2 separate regions of the Sus scrofa genome follow, and region 1 is linked to region 2. Evidence: chromatin contacts called from public promoter capture Hi-C data. All regions are on one chromosome and are shown on one strand. The core of a region is the stretch at or near the end of the contact, and the rest is flanking DNA. Distances in the headings are between cores, read along the strand shown. Region 1 holds the start of WASHC4 (WASH complex subunit 4). Region 2 holds the start of KANSL2 (KAT8 regulatory NSL complex subunit 2).

Evidence for each region. Promoter capture Hi-C pulls out the DNA fragments that hold promoters and counts their contacts.
Region 1: a contact with region 2 is called in a promoter capture Hi-C map of fetal liver, with 2.5 times the contacts expected there. The contact joins the promoter of WASHC4 here to the promoter of KANSL2 in region 2. A contact is called at or near these places in 1 of 5 promoter capture datasets (fetal liver), 1 of 47 Hi-C or Micro-C datasets (heart right ventricle) and 1 of 2 datasets of contacts at active chromatin or transcription factors (alveolar macrophages).

What each region holds. Positions count from the first base shown.
Region 1 is chr5:79,471,124-79,477,151 of Sscrofa11.1, reverse strand. WASHC4 (WASH complex subunit 4) reads left to right here and starts at 2,497. Exons shown (of 34, transcript XM_021092625.1): 1 at 2,497-2,651. The coding sequence starts at 2,591.
Region 2 is chr5:79,302,431-79,308,499 of Sscrofa11.1, reverse strand. KANSL2 (KAT8 regulatory NSL complex subunit 2) reads left to right here and starts at 2,932. Exons shown (of 10, transcript NM_001244880.1): 1 at 2,932-2,977; 2 at 3,550-3,808; 3 at 5,226-5,404; 4 at 6,007-6,069. The coding sequence starts at 3,558.

The sequences.
Region 1 (6,028 bases), core at 1,248-3,747, 170 kb before region 2:
TCCTGTGAAGCATAAACTCCATGCCAAGGACAATGGGATTCACTGAAGGACTTAAAGTAGAACATTCTCTGATCAGACAGGTTTTGAGGAACTTCACTCAGTGTGTGGACAATGGAGAGAAAAGATCTCTCATGGGTCTATAGTAAAATGGTATGGTTAGGAAGACCCAGATTCTTTTCCAGGTTAGATTATTTTGTAAAGAAATATATGAATGAACAGATTGGGTATCTTCTTGACAGGTACACATCGTATTCCGACAAATTACTAAGAAAAATGTCTTTAGTGAGCTTTCACCAGAGATTTTCCTATTGTAGGAAACATATTTTAAATGTACATTAAGAAATACGTTCAGGAAGTTCCCTTATGGCACATCAAGTTAAGGACCTGATGTTGCCGTAGCTGTGGCATAGGCTGAAGCTGCGGCACTGGTTCGATCCCTGGCCTGGGAAACTTCTGCATGCTGCAAGTGCAGCCTAAAGAAAGAAAAGGAAAAAAGAAATAAGTTCACTAAGACCTCAGCATTTATAATAATCCTTTAAGAGCTTACCATTATTATTCTCACTTTACAAATGAGGAAACTGAGGCAGAGATTAAATTATTTGGCCCAATATCCCATGGCTAGTAAGTGGCAGAGCTATGATTCGGATCAACACAATTTGACTGTAGAATCTGTGCTTTTAATTACTACATTACACTTCCTGTTGCCCTGATTTAATAGATTAGTGAATATGCAGATTCAAATTGCTCTGACTTGTGATTTCAATGTATCATAATGAGCTATTGGGAGATTAATTACAGTGATTAAGACAAATGTGAAGAATACAGCAAAGTCAAACTCATGATCACATGGGTAGTAAAAGGAAAAAAGTGTGCCAGCCGTTAGGTACTGATGTTACCTGCTATTTTCAAGTTTTCTTCCTCTTTTCTTTTTTTTTTTTTTTTTGTCTTTTTGTCTTTTGTTGTTGTTGTTGTTGCTATTTCCTGGGCCGCTCCCGCGGCATATGGAGATTCCCAGGCTAGGGGTCTCATCGGAGCGGTAGCCACCGGCCTATGCCAGAGCCACAGCAACGTGGGATCCGAGCCGTGTCTGCAACCTACACCACAGTTCACGGCAACGCCGGATCGCCAACCCACTGAGCAAGGGCAGGGACTGAACCCGCAACCTCATGGTTCCTAGTCGGATTCGTTAACCACTGCGCCACGATGGGAACTCCTCTTCCTCTTTTCTTTTCTAAAATGCCCAAGAAGACATCAAGCACCCCATGGGGGTGGGATCCACTTTTCTCATCTGCTTTTTCATAATAATCTCTGCATCTAGGATTGTGTCTGGTACATAGTGGGCATTCAAATATTTGACCTACTGTAGATTCACCGGCCTCAGGGAAAACTCTTCAAGAAACTGCTTACTTGCTTTGATAAAGTTAATTATTTTTGGTCCTTTATAAGATTACAGAAGACATTAAAAAAATTCCTATTGTTAAAAATTAAAGACATAGGTAGTCACAATAAAACTTGAAAATTCACTAATAACCAACACTTACTCTTTTCCAGTTGACTTCCTGTTGAGAGTGATTTGAGTTCTCTTAGTATTTACATGCACACATGCAAGTACACGTTTGTAGAAAAATACAAATGTAACCACAAATACACATTATTCTGCAGCTACCTTCTGTCAGTTTCTGGTGTCTCTATAAATCTACTTCATTTCTTTTAACACCGATCTAGCATTTCGTAGTATGCACATATTAAACTTTATGTATTTACTCCCTATTGATTGACATTTAAATCTCCTTACTACTATTAAAAACCATGCCGTAGTGAACACTGCCATGCAATTACCTGTACACATGCAGCATTACTGGGTAACATAGATCTGATCACCAAAAAGCCACTTGGTAGGTAGGCGCATTTTAGAACTCAAAACAGCTTTTCTTCTCCACTCCGTCGTCCCCGCCCTGCCTTTTTAGAGGAGGTGGGTAGAGAGCCCAAGAGAACAAGATAAGCAGAGAAGTAAAATTCCTCGCTTAAGTGTTCATAAAGTAACCCCTTCTCTTGAACACCTTCCCCCCCTCCAACTCAAGAAAAGGTGTGCAGGACAAGAGCTGAAAGAGCTCCGACAGGGGCGACCGGGAAGGCGTTGGCTGTACGGGCTTCTTGGAAGAAGCGCTTGGACAGCCACGTCCTCGAGGACCACACCTTCTTGTTCAGCCGCCGCTCCATCAATTTTGTGCTTTTCAGGCTAGACTGGGGGATAAATTCCCCTGGTATAAAAATGGCTTGGAGACAGTAGAGCGAAAGTGAAGATAACGATGGGGCGTGAGACATGAACTGAATGGTGGCGAGGCCGAAGTAGCAGCGGGAGGACACCGCAAGCACCGCCGCCGCCGCCATGGCCATCGCTTTCTGCCACCGCGGAGGACTCGCTTTCCCAGCGGTCCCCGCGGCCCGGCAGGGGCATTGGGCCCGGCTGGCCCTTGCGAGCGAGGGGCGGAGCCCGGGCCGGAAGTCACGTGCTATGACAGCCGCCGGGGTGAGGCCGCCGTTGTAGCTCAGGCTGGTTGGGGCTGTGACTGTGGGAGGCGCCGGTGCGATGGCGGTAGAGACGCTGTCCCCGGACTGGGAGTTCGACCGCGTTGACGACGGCTCACAGAGTAAGGGAGCGGCAGGGCAAGGACTGCGGGTGGGCGCTCCCCATCCCGCCTCAGCCAGGGCAGCGCTTGTGCAGGAGGGCTCTTGGAGCGGCGCGTAGCCCCCGGGTTCGGGATACTTTCTGCGCCTTAGGGTGTGAGAGGGACGCCTTCCAAACGTAACTTTCGGGGTTGGGAGTCCACGCGATGGTGGCTCAGGCTGGCCAGGCCAGGGCTTGGCTATTTGGGCGGTGACTGTCCTGGGGCGACCGCAGTGGCCAGTGGGCGCGGCGTCCACTTTGTGCAGCCGCGGGCCCTGACGGGGCGCGCCCGGGAGGCCAGGACCCCGGGGAGGGGAGGCCGCCGCGACTCTGGCCTCTGGGGCTTTAACCAGATCCTCAGAACGTTCAGTTCTAAGTGAGGCTGAAGTCCGGGTTCCTGTTTCGGTTTCCTGTTTTTCTTCTTTTTCCTCCCAAACCAACTTGTGGAAGTTTGAGTGTTTTTTTTCATTCATATTATTATTACTGTAGAAGATAGTGAAAAAGAACTCTTCACGCGGTAAAATATATACACGCGAATGTCAGTTTATCTCCCTCGAGGTCTTTTATTTATGTTAAGTGGTCTTTTTCAGTGTTGTCCTGTAGTTTTCAGCGCACCTAGAAAGGTTTCAGAAATTATAGTAAGTCTACTTCAGCTTTTACTATGTAAAATTGAGTTGTCTCATTTTACCTTATAAGTCTAACCCCCCAAAACTTAACAAATTCAGTTTCATGGAGCAAAGTTTAGATGCCAAATTATTTTGGTGAAACGCTGCTTAAGATGAATACAAATTGGCAACCTGTTTCTTGCCATTGGTGGTATTAATTTTTATAGGTGATAAAAGAGATTTTGGGACATACTGCTAGAATGTTTTTTTTTAATGTAGGTTTTTCAGAAGGTGAACATAATTTTAAAAGATTACGTGTGATTTTTGCATAATTTTACAAAAACAAATTAGATATAATTAGGTTTTATTAACTACTCAAAGCGGTCTGAGTTTAATTCAGGATTCGGTTTTTCACAAAACATTCTGTAAGTTGTTAGCTCTTATGCACCGTGAAAAACCAGACCTGTTGGTAATAACAAAATTCTTTAACTTTTTTATGGGGAAGATTCTATATTCACTGTTAAAGTGAACTGCACCTTGTCATGTATGAAGTTTTACGGACAGAGACTCCCTAGTCTAGTGTCTGCAAAATAGTGGAATGAAAGTATGATTGGGGTTTGAAAATGATTCACGCAGGCATTTTCCGCATACCAGCACCTATGGTAGATATTAGGGATACAAAGATAAAACGAGGAATTCAGTCTTTTGGAAGAGATAAGCATGTAAATAGAATTTTACTCTCGAAGAATCACTGTGGAGTTCTTTCGAATCACTCTTATCAGTTTTAAAACTGTTATCAGTAAGGAACTTTAATATTATTACAGATTTTCTCTTGCCTGTTATTTTATGAATTCTCAAACAGGCTGAATGGACATTTTTTCTTTTTAGGGCCGCACCTGTGGTATGTGGAAGTTCCCAGGCTAGAGGTCGAATCTGAGCTGCAGCCCCCAACCTGTGTCACAGCTACAATAATGCTCTATCCAAGCTACATCTGCACCCAACACCACAGCTGATGGCAATGCCAGATCCTTAACGCACTAAGGCCAGGGATCAAACCTGCATCCTCATGGATACTAGTCGGGTTCGTTATCACTGAGCCACAATGAGAACTCCTAAATGAATAATTGATTGGCACTTTTTTTTAGCAATGTCATTAAGAACTTATTTGCTGGTTAAATGCAACTTCGGTCATTTCCCATGTAACAGACAATTAGACCCATACTTGGGATTATGAGAATCTTAGGCAGTTTTTAAAATTTAAGCTGTAGGGAAGAGAAGACCTCTTTTCTCTGTACCTGGTTTTCATTAATTTTTGGACTATGAATCATATGTAGACGAATTGTTTTCCAGAATTGCCTAGATTAATGCTATAATGAGATAAGAACTTTAATGAACTAACTTAACCCACTTGATTGGGAGCATTAGTTGAAAATAGAAGAAGAGTATGAATCTAGGTCTATATCCTAAGTAGGACATACTTAGAGTTGCTTAGCATTGATAATTTGAGAGAAAATTTTACTTTTTTTGGGAGACAACAATTGAATAAAGTTATTCATATCAATAAAAGAAACTTGGAATCAAATTTGCTGCCTTTGGACTAAATAGTGAATTCTTATGCATAAGGTGGAATATTTACTTTCATTAATTTTGATTAATAAGTATACCTTTCTTCAGTTTATTCCAAGGAGTGCCTAGAGTCATCTATTTATGTGTAAATTCTGTAAATATCACCACAATATTCTGTACCCAGTGTTCTTTACTGGCTTTCCCAACTCTTACTGTGATCAATAATTAAAACAAAATAACTTGATAAATTTTGGGCATTACAGGAATATTATTATGATGAAGCAGGTCTATCTAAAATGATTTTACTTTTTTTTTTGGTGGGGGGGCCGCACCCAAGGCACTTGGAGGTTTCCAGGCTAGGGGTCAGATTCAAGCTGTAGCTGCCAGCCTACGCCACAGCAACGTGGGAGCTGAGCTGCATCTCTGACCTACACCACAGCTCATGGCAACGCCAGATCCCCAACCCACTGAGCCAGGCCAGGGATCGAATCTGCAACCTCCTGGTTCCTAGTCGGGTTCATTTCTGCTGTGCCACGGCACAATGGGAACTCCTATAATCATTTTAAAAACAGCATTTTAATTTATATATTTTGTCCTCAGCTGCAGCATATGGAAGTTCCCAGGCTAGGGATTAAATTTGAGCTATAGCTGGGGTAGTGCTGGCTCCTTTAACCCACTGTGCCCGCTGCAGATTGAACCTGCACCTCCGCTGCAGTTGGATTCTTTTTTTTTTTTTTTTGTCTTTTTAGGGCCGCATATGGAGGTTCCCAGCTAAGGGGTCAAATTGGAGCTGTAGCTGCTGGCCTGTGCCACAGCCATAGCAACACTGGATCCAATTTGTCTGTGACCTATAGCACAGCTCACGGCAATGCCAGATCCTTAACCCATTGAGAGAGGCCAGGGTCAAACCTGCATCCTCATAGATAACTAGTCTGATTCATTTCCGCTGAGCCACAATGGGAACTCCCTGCAGTTGGAGTCTTAACCCACTGCACCACAGCGGGAACTCCCTAGGTGTATTTTTAGGTAAAGTTTATGGTGTACAGTTAAGCATTGCATTTAAAAATTTTGCTTTTATGACAACACAGATTTTTGGATGTAAATCTTGTGGGCTTTTTTTTTTGCACAAAAAAGTTATGAGTAAAACAGAATCAGGACATTGAATTGTCTAAGGCATTATTCAGATTGT
Region 2 (6,069 bases), core at 1,683-4,182:
TGTCTTGTGCTACCTTTTTTGCACTGTGGAATCCTAACCCCCTTTCTTCATTTCACGTAACACTCAAAACCAATGCATAACCAAAAAACCACAGTGATGAAAAGAAGTTAACACTGAAAACTAGATACACCTTTTCTGAAAAGTAGTTTCAGGCCCTTCCCTGCCTTTATTTATTCCTTCCTTAGAAAATAGTGTGGGAGTTCCTGTTACAGCACAGTGGGTTAAGGATTGGGTGTTGTAGCCACTGCAGCATAGGTCAAAGCTGCAGTTCGGATTCGATTCCTGGCCCCGAAACTTCTATATCCCAAGAGTGTGGCAAAAAATAAAAGCAAATAAATAAAAAATAGAGAATAGTACCTGGGATTTCCCGGTGGCACAGCAGGTTAAGGATCCAGCATTGTCACTGTAGTGGCTCAGGTCCTGGTGGGGGTTTGATCCATAGTACCTACCGAGTGCTATATACTGTTTACTGATGGGACTATGGCAGTAAACAAAGTAAGCATCTTGCCCTCATAGAATTTGCATTCTGGTTATAGGGGAGATAAGTAAAATATAATATGCTAGATGACAAACACTTCGTAGAATGTTAAGCAGGGAAGGTGGAATGGTGAGTGTATGTGTGTGTGTGTATATAGGTAAGTAGGATTGTTGGTTGGAAATAAGATGGCTAGGGAAGAAGGCTTTAGGAAATTACAGTTCCACAAGGACCTGAAAGAGGGGAAAGCAAACCATGGGAATGTCTGGGGTAAGATCATTCCAGGAAACAAATGCAAAGGTTCTGAGATGAGAAGATGCTGGCATGTTTGAGAAATAGCAAGGAGGTCAGTGTAGCTAGTATGGAATTGAGTGACGAGGAGGAGAGAGTAAATTGAATAGAGAAGCAGAAGTCTGGATACCACAGGGCCTTTTAAACCATCATAAAGACAGTGAAATAGAGCACCATTGATAGGTGGTGAGTAGAGAAGTGACATGATCTAGCTTAGGTTTTACAATGGTCACTTGAGCTGCTGTGTTGAAAATGGATTATAAGGAGTCAAGGGTAAGGAGAATCTCACAATAATTAAGGTAGTAGATGAGAATCCCTTGGACCAGGTTGGAAATGCTGAAGGTAATGAGGAGTCACATATCTTGAAGCTGGGACCAGCAGGACCTGCTATAAGGCTGGAAGAGAAAGAAGTCAAGGATGACTCTCAGTGTTTGTCCCAATGACTACAGAAAGTGCAGGGTCCTAGCATTAGTTTTTTTTTTTTTTTTTTTTTTTTTTTGCCACACTTGTGGCATGTGGAAGTTCCTGGGCCAGGGATCAAATCCCAGCTACTGCAGAGACAATGCTGGATTCTTAACCTGCTGCATCACAGCAGAAACTCTTGCTTTTTGATATCACCTCATTAGGTTGAAGATTCCCCAATTTTTTGTAATGTGGCTGCCTCCCCTAGTTTTGAGTTGTAGGGTGTTTATAACCAATGAGGGTTGGGAGGGTTAGCATATGTATATAACTCATAGTTGCTATTTAATGGTTGTATTGCATCCGTAATCCCAAACTACTCTAGAATGTTTACTCCAAAAGAGCAGGATTATCTTTCTTGTTCTCTCTATATCTGTACTGGCTGGCACTTAGGTGCTCAGTAAATATTTGCTGAATGAACAAATCTCATGCAAGGGCCTTCTAGGACTGCCCTAATCCCTGGGAAAAGTCACCTCTAAGCCCTCCCCTATTTTGGTTTTAATCACTTCTTTTTATCTAAACTGCTGTTCCCCAGCATTGTAGATTCCCTATGCTCACCTGCTCATTGGTAGTGGAAAAATAGCTTACTTAAATGAAACTGACAACAGCTAGGAGAGCTTGTGAAGCTTGGGATGCAAAAAAGATCCCAAATTGTTTTATTTCTGCCAGAGGTGTGGTGGAGATGAAAGAAGAGATGCTTTAATTAAAAAGCCTTAAAGGACGATAAAATTGGAATTGTGCCTGCCTTTTCTATATACCTGCATGATTTAGCTTGGTATTGTACAGAATTTTAGAGAATCAAGGCCTCAACCATAACTCATATTTACCAAGTCTCAGTCCAATGCCTTTCACTGTATGACCAGGAATAAAGGGATAAAGAATGAGGGAATGGTTCGTGGAGTTCCTGCTATAGAGCAGTGGGTTAGTGATCTGGCTTGTCTCTGTTGCAGGTGCCTGTGATTCCAGCCTGGCACAGTGGGTTAAGGATTCAGCGTTGCTACAGCTGTGATGTAGGTAGACGCTCTGGTTCAGATTTGATTCCCTGGCCAACCAACTTCCATATACCACGGGTGCGGCAGAAATAGTATTAAAAAAAAAAAAAATAAAGGAATGAGGGCTGGTTCAAATTTGTCTCCATTCCCTGTTTACTAGATACGAGCCTATTCTGTTCCTCTGTTATCTTATCTGTAAAATGGAGATTATAGCTTCTACTTTTTAGGACTGTTCTGAAAAGAAATGTTTATATACATAATTTTCCAGACTCAGTAAATACTCAAAAAATGTTTCCGTAAATTAACTTTTCACAAAACTAAGCCTTTTACTGTATAAACAGTAAGAGTCAAATGTACCACGATCCTTTGGCCTCCCTGTCGATTTTGTGCCTACCGTGTAACGGTGGTGGTGTAGCTGCGGCCTAGTGCACAGATAAAGCGGCCATAATCGACCTGAAAATCAGCCATGCGGGGAGGTGGAAAGACAAACCGTGCGCTGCTAGCGGGTCCCCGAGCCCGCACTCAGCTCCGCCTCACTTTCATGAGCAAGTTGATGACGGACAGCTCTTCTCAGCCACCCAAGCCGCGCCTTTTCTTAGCGCCCCGCCCCCTAAGACTTGATAGGTAGCTGGCCTCAGCCAATGGTGACGCACAGGCGTAGGCGTCGTGCCCAATCAGCGAGTGGGAGCCGGGAAAGGAATGGGGCCGCGTTAGAAGCGGCTGGCGCGGCCAGAAGGCAGCAGCGCGGCGCGCGGCGGAGGTAAGATGGCGGCGTTGCTTGCTCTTCGCCTTTGCCTTCGGGGTACTACTTCGCCCTTTCTCCCCATTCAGAGCTGCTACCCTGCTCCCTCAATCAACGTCAGGGTCGCTCTCCTCTTATAATCTCCCAGGACTTGGGTTCTCCGGTGCTCGGAGACTTAGGACAAAATGGCGCTTGCAGGCGCCGCCAAGGATGGGCAGGGCCCAGGCGTGAGGTCTCAGGCGGACCGGGACAAAGGCGGCGAGCCGGGAGGCGGAGACGGGGGTGGGGGCGCGGGCGCGGCCCCTCGTGCGGCGGTGGCGCGGCCCCTCGTGCGGGCGGTGGCGCGGCCCCCTCGTGCGGCGGCCGTACAGTCTCCGTGGTGGTGGTCGGCGTGGGGCGGCCTTGGCGGGGGAAGTTGAGGTGAGGCAAATTCACTAATGCCCGGGGAGGCTTGGGCTGGGAGACCTGGGCGGAGGGAGTTAAGGAGCGTGACTTCCGCTTGTCTTTTAGAAGCCACGCGCCGTCTGCCTGGTTACTGTGGGGCAGGAATTTTCGGGAAGGGCTTTTTGATCTTTTGTGTGACCCTGCAGGTTTTGGTATGAACAGGATTCGGATCCACGTCTTGCCGACCAATCGGGGAAGGATCACCCCAGTGCCCAGGTCTCAGGAGCCCTTGTCTTGTTCGTTTACTCATCGCCCATGCTCGCAGCCTCGTCTGGAGGGGCAGGAGTTTTGCATTAAGCATATCCTTGAAGACAAGAATGCACCTTTCAAGCAGTGCAGTTATATATCCACAAAGAATGGAAAAAGATGTCCTTGTGCTGCTCCGAAGCCTGAGAAGAAAGACGGGTATATATGTATAGATATCTGTACTTTTATGTTTTTCATTGTGGGTTTTTGTTTTTGTTTTTTGGGGGCATGTCCATGACATGTGGAAGTTCTTGGCCCGGGGATGGAACCAGCATCACAGCAGCGACCCCAGCTGCTGTGGTGACAACGCGGGATCCTTAACCTGCAGCCTGCCACAAAAGTACAGGGAACTTCTGTTCTTTTAGATTTTAAGTGATGTGGGCTGGGAAATAGCTGGCCAGTTCTTTGGTCACATGCTTGTAACATTGAGGTTATGGATATATCCTTGGAGAACTTTTTAAAATGGTGAAAACTGGAAGGAGACCACTCTCAGTTGGGCCACTTCGTTAAATGTCTTTGGATCTTTTCTGGTACCTGTAAAATAAAGGGACACTCTAGATTTTTCTTTTTTTCTTTTTCCTTTTTGGGCCGCACTTGAGGCATATGGAAGTTCCTAGACTAGAGGTCCACAGCCATGCCATATCTCTGCAACCTACACCTCAGCTCACAGCAATGCTGGATCCTTAATCCACTGTGCGGGGCCAGGGATTAGCACACTTCCTCATAGATACTAGTTGGGTTTGTTACCGGAGCCACAAGGGGAACTCCCTCTGGGTTATTCTTAACCTTAGGTTGCATGGCTCTTTTGGCCATGCACGTTTTATGTGTGTGTATTCTTCTTGGAAAGACTTAATGGTTTTCATCAATTAAGCAAAAGTATCCATGCAGAACATAGATAATTCTGTCTGTATCTTTTGATTTTAAAATTGTGTCTCATATCCTTTTACCTACAGTGGATTGATACTGAAGTAAAATGTAGAGTTGCCTTCCAGAACCAGGCTTTTTTTTTTTTTTTTTTTTTTCTCCCCCTTGTCTTTTTAGGACTGCGCCCATGGTATATGGAGGTTCCCAGGCTAGGGGTCTAATGGAGCTACAGCTGCCGGCCTATACCACAACCACAGCAACTCAGGATCCGAGCCTTGTCTTGACCTACACCACAGCTCGTGGCAACACCAGATCCTTAACCCACTGAGCAAGGCCAGGGATCAAACCTGAAACCTCCAGTTCCTGGTTGGATTAGTTTCTGCTGCGCCACGATGGGAGCTCCCAGAACCAGTTTGAAAGATGGAAGTGGATCTCTGATGATGTTGTGAAATGTCAGCGTTTTTATAGTTGGAATGTTTTGTTTAATGGGTAGAGCACTAGGTTTTGTTACCTGCATTTCCCTTTAGTAATACCAAATGAGTTGGTCTTGGGCCAGTTAATTTATTTTGCCTCATTGACATTTTTAATTTATAAATGAAGACAATGGTCATTTTAGTTTCCTGAAAATAATCTAATGATCAGTGTCTCTAAAAATCACTGAACTCCTTCAGGAAGGAACCTGAGTATAAACGTGAATATTTTATCTCCTTAGGGTGTCCTTCTGTGCTGAACATGCCCGTAGGAATGCTCTAGCACTTCATGCTCAAATGAAGAAGACGAATCCAGGGCCTGTGGGTGAAACACTCTTGTGCCAGCTGAGCTCATATGCTAAGACAGAGCTGGGGTCTCAGACTCCAGAAAGTAGCCGAAGTGAAGCCAGCCGAATTTTGGGTAAGAAACTTCTTTAGGGTGAGAAAATAGGAAGAAAGTTAACAAAAAATATAATTTGGTTTAGCACAGTGCCTTGAACATATTTGGCACTTGATAAAAATAGTATTATTGTTAATTCATTTGCCCTTTGGTGAGAATTCAGGAATGCCGTGTTGTTCACTAATCTTTCTGGTTTTAAGTAGTATCTGCTTAGGTTTACTTTCTTGAGTTTATGACTGCTTCCTTCATTGCTGTTTTTACACTTAACATCTTTGTTAGGTAAGGTAATTCAGGAAACAATCATTTTGAGTTGGCCTTTCTGTTTTGAGAGCATAGTTAATTCATTAATGTTTTAGGTATTCATATTTGGGGTGTATTTTTTTTTCCTTCTTTTCTTTTTTTTTTTTTTTTTTTTTTCTTTTGGCTGCAGCGTGAAGTTCCCAGGCAGGGATCGAACCCACGCCACAGCAGTGACAAGCTACGGCAGTGACAATGCCTGATTTTTATTTGCCAGTGCCTCTGTACTAAGTTTTTCTAATTTAAGATTTGGGTTAATCTAGTTTTGTGTGGTGGAGTTACAGAGGTGGGAAGTCTTAATGGCTGCTCTCCCTTCCTTGCCTCAGATGAAGACAGCTGGAGTGATGGGGAGCAGGAACCCATTACTGTGGATCAGACATGGAGAGGTG